Regions from separate parts of the Sus scrofa genome. Here region 2 is linked to region 1. Evidence: chromatin contacts called from public Hi-C data. All regions are on one chromosome and are shown on one strand. The core of a region is the stretch at or near the end of the contact, and the rest is flanking DNA. Distances in the headings are between cores, read along the strand shown. Region 1 has its middle 57 kb from the start of TMX1. Region 2 overlaps LOC102162767 (a long non-coding RNA gene).

The links. A called contact is a pair of places that touch in the nucleus more often than the background predicts.
Region 2: a contact with region 1 is called in a Hi-C map of embryonic fibroblasts, with 2.1 times the contacts expected there. The contact joins two enhancer-like sites. A contact is called at or near these places in 3 of 47 Hi-C or Micro-C datasets (embryonic fibroblasts and epiblast stem cells).

The regions. Positions count from the first base shown.
Region 1 is chr1:180,987,943-180,992,668 of Sscrofa11.1, reverse strand. No RefSeq gene overlaps it. Among named protein-coding and RNA genes, the nearest start is that of TMX1, 57 kb to the right of the region's middle. Within about 2 kb of position 1,833, at least 22 of the 83 cell types and tissues checked have an H3K27ac peak or open chromatin away from gene starts, as enhancers often do. A contact at or near this core is called in embryonic fibroblasts, where this site is marked.
Region 2 is chr1:181,133,010-181,138,000 of Sscrofa11.1, reverse strand. The region is part of intron 1 of LOC102162767 (a long non-coding RNA gene); the gene reads right to left. Among named protein-coding and RNA genes, the nearest start is that of TMX1, 200 kb to the right of the region's middle. Within about 2 kb of position 2,825, at least 12 of the 83 cell types and tissues checked have an H3K27ac peak or open chromatin away from gene starts, as enhancers often do. A contact at or near this core is called in embryonic fibroblasts, where this site is marked.

The DNA of each region.
Region 1 (4,726 bases), core at 584-3,083:
TCAAGTTCATGTGTCTAAGAGAAGGGTGGGGGGGATACTTGAAATTTGTTCTGCCTCCTGTTTGTTAGTCATTTGGGTATCATCTGCATAAAGACGGTCCTGCTCCCACAGGACCAGGGCAACTGCCTGCCAACTGTGTGCCAAATCTCATAAGAGTAAGCCCACCAGCAAGAGGCACTGAGTCCGTCTTTCTTTTCCTCTTTTTTTTTTTGGCCAGGTGTAGCAGCTTAATGTGGGATCTCAGTTCCCAGACCAGGGATTGACCCTGGGCTGCAGCAGTGAAAGCACTGAGTCCTAACCACTAGACCACCAGGGAACTCCTTCTCTCTTCCTTCTCTGTAAAATGAGAGTGGTTCCCTGAAATGCAATAAGCCTGCATTTGTACTATTTTCAAATGATTCTAAAACACACCTTTCTTTAAGTACTAAGGAAAAACACAGTCCATTCAACTAGGATACAATTCCCTAACCACAGGCTCCACGGTCATGCAAGCCTCTCCTTGCTTTGACGTCTCTTTCATTCAGGAAGAATTGGCATTTTCTCCTGTCACTCAGCTGGGCTTGTGATGGCAACCCTATCGTGGAGCTTAGTAGAACTTGCTTCTACTTTAGGGATGGCTCTTCCTCTCTTAGCTTCTAGAAAGCACTCTGTTGTTGCTTTGCAAAACATATGAATTTGTGTTCATTCCCCCAACCATGTATATCTGCTCCACCAATATCAAAGCCCTGTTGCTCTGTTTCCACACCATTTTGCACACAATAAATTTTTCATTTCAGTGCCAAGTAATAGTGTAATCTTTCTGAGGGTCTTTCAAATAGGAACTCACCCCAACAGCTGCACTAAATTCAGTGCATTTAATTCAACCGAAGTGATGGCAATATGAACAACTATGTCCAGGTTTGAAGCACTATTTACAATGGCATCTCTGCTGAGCATAGCTGACACTCCCAAGTAAACCCCAGAGATGCTGGAACGTAGAAAATGTGCATTCCAGAATCAATGAAATATGGTGCCCATTTCCTACCACAGTCCCCCCATTTTAACGTCCCTAGTAGACTAGGAGTCATAACTAAGAGGAAAATAATCCCAGCTAAGATGAAGGTAGTGGTTAAAAAAATTAATATAGTCTTTTCACTGTTCTGACTCATTGCACTCTTCTGATTCATTTCCATTGTTCTGTCTTGAAGTGAGGGACTCAAAGCTACCTTTCTTCCCTCATCACCTACACTATGCCTGGTCAATTTGTAATGATCGTAATAACAGTATCTCACTACATCTCTTGTTCCTACCTCAATTTGTCTCTTTTTCCCCCCCTCTAATAACCTGGAAGTGAGAGTACCTGACTCCTATGTCATCCATCAGTGCTGGTACCATGACTTCTAGTTTATAAAAAAATTCCTTCCTCTTATTTTTATTATGCTTCTCCATAAAAATGTCATTAAGTAATAGACACAGGAAGAGACTATGATTTTCCAAATGATGAAAGTAGGGTACAAAACACAAAAGCATGGAGTGCTGGTGGGGGAACCTGCCCTCAGGCTTCCACATTAGTTCTTGTGTCCTCTGATGTCAGGATTCCTGTAAGAGGAAACTCCAGACTCCAGAAATAGAAGAAGCTGTTAATGAGATCCTGGAAAATGTCTCTCATGTTCAGGGTGAAAAGGATTTATTGTGGATTCCTTAGAAGTTAGAAGTCTACTTTTTACTTTTACCTGTTCAATTTAGTAAATACTCATTAAAAGACTATGCAAAAATCACATCGGGCAGGATGCTGTTGGAGCTTCAAGGATGAAAGTCATGGTCCTGCCCTCCAGTGACTCATAATTGAGAGCTGTTCTCAATTTGGAGATGGGGAGAGAGGCAGGGAGGGGACACTGACCCTTTTGTGAATCAGATGACATTTACAGGCTCCGGAAAACTTTCCATGCACACACATGGTTTTACAAATAATTTCTTGGGGTTTACAGAGCTCCTGGGCATTGGAGAAGTCACTCGTGTGTATGACTAACATCTAGCCACAAAACCCACATAGATGAACTTTTTCTCACGGTTACCCCTATCCAAATACAAAGACACCAAGCCAGGCAAACAGTTTCAGAAGAAAGCAAGAGCCTGCCGTTTTTGCCCAGGTTTTCTTGATTAACAGCTGCTCCAGAAATGCCTTATTCATCTCCCTCAGACTTGGTGTTTTGAGGCCTTCTTTCCTGGCAGGGATTGCCTGTATTCTCCAGAATGTGGAGACAGCCAGAGCCACAGGGAAGCTGAGACTCTCCTCAGTGGACTTGCCCACAACACCTCCTACCCCCAGGCACCCCCACTCCTTTCCAGCCCCTGGGAGACCTGCTGAAGCCTCTTTTTACCATACGACCCGAGCAGAAAGGAGGGCTCCTCTTGAAGAGGCTGGGGAACCCCACCCTGTAGGGAAATCTCTGGCCAGGGCTATGGCTGCAAGAGGTTTCTGGCCTTTGCTGAGTTGGCTTGTGTTTGGGGATTTTCCAGTCATTTACTGCTCTGGAAAAGCAACCAGATTGTTCATTTTAAGTCCGGATGTTGAAGTGTCACTGAATCGCTGGGGACTGACGTCTGGGATCAGAGCCTTGTCTTGACAGGAGCCAGAGCCTCCGTATCACTTAAGGACACAGACACTCCGGCTTCTTCCCCACATTTACTTGTGAATATAAATATGAGATTTCTATTATGTTCTCCACACCCTCTCTTAAGAAAGGGGACAGATTTCCTGTCCTGGCTTTTCATCCTGACCTTCAGGGTTAGAGCCACAAAGTGTCAGTCAAAACCCTGACACTATAATCATTTTCTAATGCTTATCATCCTTCTACTCTGGATGCTGGTGCCTCAAGGGAAACCACAGAGGAAGTTTCATTCGGAATATTACTGGTACTACTAGTACTAATAGTAACAAGACACAGCACTTTTTGGTTTAAAAGGGGCTTTCACCTTTACTGTTATTTTAGCAATATCCCTCTAAGATAATGTATCAGTAGGGATCGCAGCAGGAATCAAGGGCACATTTAAGGAATTGAAGTGAAAATTATTTAAAGAAGGAACTATTTACAGAAATATGTCATAGTCCGATTAGGAAAATAGAAACTATGCCAATTATTTTAATAACAAGAATTTGCTTAAAAGAATCAGAGGTCTTTACATGAAGTATCTAAGATGGTCAAATTCATAGGGACAGAAAGTGGAAAGGTGGTTGCGGAGTGGTTATTTTATGGGTACAGAGTTTCAGTTTTGCAAGGTCAGGAAGTTCTAGAGTTCTGTTTCACAACAATGAGAGTGTACCTAACACCACTGAACTCGACAAGTACAAATGTTTAATACAGTTTATGTTATGTGTTTGTTGTTGTTTGGGGTTCTTTTTACCACAATAAAAAGAAAAAAGGGCTGGAGATCTGAATATGTGAAAGGGCTCAGTGAGGTAACACAGAAGAGTAACTAAAAAAGGAGAGAGCTCTCCTGGGACCAGGGAACCAAGGAAAGAGCTTGGGGCTCTTAAACAGCCCTTCCTTGAGAGTGGGGTCAATAGCCTGGATCCTGCTGCCTGGCAGGTAGGCTTTTGTGAGGAATTGAACAGGAAGAGCAGCTTGGGGAAGGCTCTCTCTCTCTCTCTCTCCCTCTCCCTCTCTCCCTCTCCCTCTCCCTCTCTCTCTCTCTCTCTCTCTCACACACACACACACACACACACCACCCCCGCACCCCCAGGCCCTGTCGCATCTCGCATGTGCAGAACTAGCAGGGAACTGCAGCAAAGAAGGTTGTATCTTGGAAACTCCCAGCCCAGCACAAAAAGGCGGGGTGTGGAGTGGGTAGAGGCTGAGCAGTTTTAGCATAATAATCGTGTTTCACAAATGGTCTGCACATGGTTAAGGGAATAGAAAAACAACCAGAAACTGGAAACAGCAGGAGGCAGTCACCACCACGCTGAAGCCTAAGGGGCAAGAGAAAGGAATGATGGTCTCATGTGAACCTTGTCAGTCTCAGGGCTGCTCAGTGGAGTCGTGGCCAGCTGCCCAAACCAGGGCCAAGCAAGGAGGGAATGGGCAAGGGTTTGGGGATAACCTCCTGATTTCTTCCTCCTCCTACCTGCTGATCTCTGGAAAGTGCTACAGTTTGGTGATACCAAACTGGAAGTCCATGGGTGCTATGTTTAACATTTGGTTAATGAAAATGGAATCTACTGTATGTATTTTTCTGCATCTTCATTTCCTCACCTAAGGACCACTATAACAACAATGACAAAATAGGAGTCTCTCCAAATTAATATAGATCAACTCATTCTTTCTAGTAGGCTTAACAACAACTTGGAATGAAGGCAATTTGGTTGAAGGATGAAAAACTGGCAATATTTTTTCAAATCTGTTGACTGCCTAATATATTCCACTAAAACTCTTGCTTATTGATTTTCCACAAGCCCCTGAATGTAAAGAGTGGACTAAAAGCTTAATATCTGCTTCCCTTGACAGTGGTTGAGAAATCACTTTGGCTTCAGGTTCCTCCTCTGAAATGGGAATTATAATAATACACATCTCACAAGACCATTATGAAGATGGAATGAGAAAAAATGGGTGAAAGCAATGTGGAAAGGTTGGGTTTTATTTTCTATTCCCTTTAGTTTTCCTTGATCTCAAGGTTTTCTAGAGTACCAGCATCACCACCATCACCACCACCATCACCACCATCATCATCATCACTATTATCACCACCA
Region 2 (4,991 bases), core at 1,576-4,075, 140 kb before region 1:
CCAACCTCCCAAACTTATATCTTCTACTATTCCCCCTGTTAGTTGGAGAACCATCACCAGAGTAGCAAATCATCACTATTTTCACTAACTATGGGGCTTCCTAGCATGTGGGACTCCCTGTATTAATAGGACAGTCCTAGGCAAACAGAGATGTAACCCTAACCACCATCCACTCATCATCGGGTCCAGAATCTGGGATTCATCTTTGGCTCTGTCCCCTTTTTTTTCTCCTTCAATCTCCGTGTCCTTCCAATTTAGTTTCCTAAACAGTTATCAAACCCCTACTTTCCTCTCCACCCCCAGCTCATACCCTATCTCTTGCCTGTTGTCATATCCTAGCTCCTAAATCTCTGATGCCACTCTTCTCCCTTAGATTCAGGCTTCACACAGATGCTGAAGAGAATTTTCAAACAGAAATCTCGCCATATCTCTGCCCTGCTTAAAACATTACACAGTCTCCCCATTGTTCTTGGGATAAAGCCCAAACAAGTTAACATGGAAAAGTCCTCTTTGGACCCTCCAGGCCCAGTCTCACATTGTGTCAGTCACTGAGCTATGTACGTATTTCCACAGTCCAGACTGCTCATCCCCAGCTCCAGCTGTGAATTCTTCCTACTGTGTTCTTATCTCTTTACCCCCATACCTTTTTCACTGGTTAACACTCAACATTCAAGGTTAAAGACGCAAATCCTCCAGCCTCACTGCCTCTAGATGGCCTTCCACGACACGTCTGCTCTACAGGTACTCTGACATGTCCCTCAGGTACGCTGCCCACAGCCCACGGTGTATTCAGATGATCCACTTGCCAGTCAGTCTTTCTTCCCCTCTGGATTGTGAACTTCCCAGGAGCAGATGCAGGTGACTCTTAGATGGCATCTAGGAAAATGCATGGCACTAGGTGACCTCAACTAAAATTCATGGAACATATCCATTTGTATTGAAAACTGGTAGCGAGCAGGTCAGATCCAGCCCAAAGACATGGTTTATTTGGCCTACATGGGAAAAAAAAATCAATGTTTAAAAATCAAGAAATCTCAACTAAAAATCTAAAATCTGGAGCTCCTGTCACAGCTCAGTGGAAATGAATCTGACTAGTACCCATGAGGACAAAGGTTTGATCCCTGGCCTTGGCTCAGTGGGTTAAGGATCCAGCATTGCCATGAGCAGTGGTGTAGATTGCAGATGTGGCTTGGATCTGGCATTGCTGAGGCTGTGGTGTAGGCCGGCAGCTACAGCTTCGATTTGACCCCTAGCCTGGGGACTTCCACATGCAGGGGTGTGGCTATAAATAGACTAAAATTTTTAAAAATAAAAAATAAAAATCTAAAATCTTAGAATCTCTTGAGAAGTCTAAATATCTGAAAATACCAGATTCATATTTTTCTGTGGTACTGACCTCATTAGAAAGGGTACCTGCTCACCATCTTCCCACGTCACTCTTAGCCTACATCACTCCTGCATCCTGGAAGGAAGTAGGTTCCTCATGTCTGCTCTACTCTGTTCTCAAAGAAATGTTTGGAGGGATATTTTGGTTGGCCTTCATTTGGGGAAGATGCCAGATGCTGTCCAAAGCAGTGGGTGGTTGCTTTTCCTCAGAGAGAAAAGAAATGGTCAGAGACCACCCTCCTGGTCATAAGACATTTAGGGTGAGCAAGAAGTCTACCCTGTCAATGACCTTTGCTCTGGTCTTCCCTCTTTCTAGATTTCTATCTAATACTGAAACGACTGTATTGTAATTCCTAGCTAAATTTTTGAAACTCAAAGAATCTTAACACAGATTTCCTTCCACACATTTCCCTAGAGAGAGCTGCATAAGAAGATGCTAGAGACATTTATCATCTTCAAACTAGCATTTTCACCATTGATGTCTCATATAATTCTTACCTCATCTCTGGGACAATGAGTCAAAGGGTCTTGGCATAAGAGCTCAAATTTTATAAGTATATTGAATTTTCTCCACAGGTGTGACTGTTTTCACACAAAACAGACCACAGTCATGTGCACAAAAACACCTCAAGAGATTTTTACATATTAACTGCTAATGGCTTTATGAATTTTAATGGTTCAGAGGTTTATTCTTTACCACAGGCCCAGATGGAAATCACTGCCATCAGAAAAAGCTGAAATCTCCAGCTGAGATGAAGCAGATTTCCAGGCAGAGGAAATCAGAATGGGACCTACCAGTGATGCCATCTGTTCTTCCCCACTGACCTAAGAGCTGGTGGCTCCTGGGGGACCTAAGGAATCATCCAGCTGTGGGATTATGTTTTATTGGGATTGAATTCAGTCAATGTTCCTGACGTCCAGGCTTTGACCCTCATTGCTTCTATCCGATACCTCTACTGTATGCTTTTTAATACATATTTATTAAGAAGAATAAAGTTAACTCAGTGTAGTCTAATTATGATCATTTGATGACATTCTTTGGGATCACTGTGAATACTACCAAGCTCGTGAAAGACAGGATTTCAGATTAGGGACTACAAGGCTTTAGTTGGCCTGCTCTGGAACAATGGGCCAGCGATTTCTTTGTGGCTCTGACACATTCTATACCAGCACTGACAAAGAGAAGATGTGGCTTAGCCTGAGAATCACCTACGCCATGAGGAAAAAATTTACTGTATTCTGAAATTCCTTTTTCATTGGATGGAATCTCAAAACCAATAGCAGACACCACATGTCCTTTTGTAGAACTGCCCCGAAGACTGATTTTCGTGCTTCTCCCCAAGAACCTCCCACTGAAGGATGGCCAAGGGCCAGACACTGAATGCCACAGGGAGAGGCTCACCCTTCCCACCGGCCCTACCCCCTCTTGCCAAAAACACTCTGGGAAACTCCCTCTGAAGTCATGCATATCTTTTCTGGACTGAGACTCTGACTCTGCATGACTGTGGCAACCAGCAGCTGGGCACAGAAACCGAGGGGCAGACATCTGTTCCATAAGACAGCAGGGGCGAATCGTCACTTTAATGAGACCTAAAAGACGGACAGCTGCGATTAGCAAGAGCAGCAGGTGTTTCCAAGGGTAGACTGAATATACTCCTTGCCTACCTTCCCCATTTACCTGGGGCCTGGTATGAGACACCACAACTAGTCTGAACAAGCTTTCTGAGACTTACTGAACTCGTTTGTCTTGACAGTAAGCTTCCTTCATGTACTTCTAAGTGAGAGAGAATGTCAAGATCAAACCTACATCAAACTTCACGAGGTAACCTGATTCAAAAGTGGCTTTTCCCTAAGTCTGCAGCTTGGCATGAGGTCTCATTTCCTGTGTAAACAGTATGATATTTGGGAGTTTTGTTTGAAAAAGAGAGCCTGGCTTAGCCACAGTTGGTAAGCAAGCCTGCCACGCTCTTTTGCCTGGTTGAACCTGCCCTTTAATCACAGATGGAGCATTACAGTCCAACCAGTTCTGTATGTCATGATCACAAGCAGTGAGCCCCCATGGTCCCTCTTTCTTTGTCAACAGATAACCAACTTGCATTTCAGCATGGGTTTATACTTTAGATTGAACATGAAGATCATGCCAATAGTTATCCTCAGACATGCCAACCAATTCAATTTAGCAAAGGCTTACAATCACAGGCTATGTCCCAGACATTCAAATAAGATGAAATATATTGTTCCTCACCTCCAAGAGTTTAGAGATTCAATGTGCAGACTTAGGCATAGAAACACCTAAGAACAGACTAGAGAACTAGAGTATGTAGTTAAATATTCCAAAGGCAACCAAGAGATATAAAGCAATGGAAATATTTTTTAATGGTGAAAGACATATGGGGAGTAAAGTAAGAATGTCTAACACATATTTATTTGGAAATCTAGAAGGATATTATAGAGGGAATGGAGAAAGAGCAATGCTCAAAGAGATAGCAGCTAAGGATTTTCCAAACATCAGGAATTTTTTAAAAAATAGAATAAATAGGGAGTTCCCATAGTGGCTCAGCAGTAACAAGCACAACTAATACCAATGAGGACACAGGTTCGATCCCTGGCCTCACTCGGTGGGTTAAGGATCTGGCATTGCTGTGAGCTGTGGTGTAGGTCACAGACATGGCTCAGATTTGGCATTGCTGAGGCTGTGGTATAGGCTGGCAGCTACAGCTCTGATTTGGCCCCTAGCCTGGGAACTTCCATATGCTGTGGGTGTGGCACTAAAAGAAAAAAAATAGAATAAATAAAAGGAAATCTACAAATAATCCCATTAAAATGAAACTACAAATACCAAAATGGAGAGAATCTTAAAAGACACACTACCTGTGAAGAAACAGCAATTAGACTTATGTGACTATATACAACAGCCAAGACATGGAAACGACCAAAATGTCCATTGACAGAGTAGATAAAGAAAATGTGATACATATACACAATGGAATATTACTCGGCCATTAAAAGGAAAGAAATAATGGCATCTGTAGCAACATAGATAGACCTAGAAATTATCATGCTAAGTGAAGTCAGTCAGACAGTGAGACACCAACACCAAATGCTATCACTTACATGTGGAATTTTAAAAAAGGACACAATGAACTTCTTTGCAGAACAGACACTGATTCACAGACTTTGAAAAACTTACGGTTTCTAAATGAGAGAGGTTGGGGGGTGGGTTGGGGGTTTGGGATGTAAATGCTATAAAACTTGGGTGTGATGATAATTGTACAACTATAAATGTGATTGAGTAATAAAAAAATGCTATAAAAAAAGAATGATGCAAGCCTCTCCACAACAATATTAGAAGCCAGAAAAGACAGGGAAATGATATCCTCAAGTAGTATGTAACTGTCAACCTAGTGTTATATACTCTCAAAGCATATAAGACAATTTAGGCTGTGATAAGAATTGTAATCGAGCTGTAAATAAGGAGGTCTGAGAAAGCTAAGGAAGGAACCATTGATTCTGCATGATGGTAGTGTGTGTGTCTGTGTCTGTGTGTGTGTGTGTGTGCTTTGGGGGGAGGGGCTGAATGGCACAAGTGACCCAGAACTAGATGT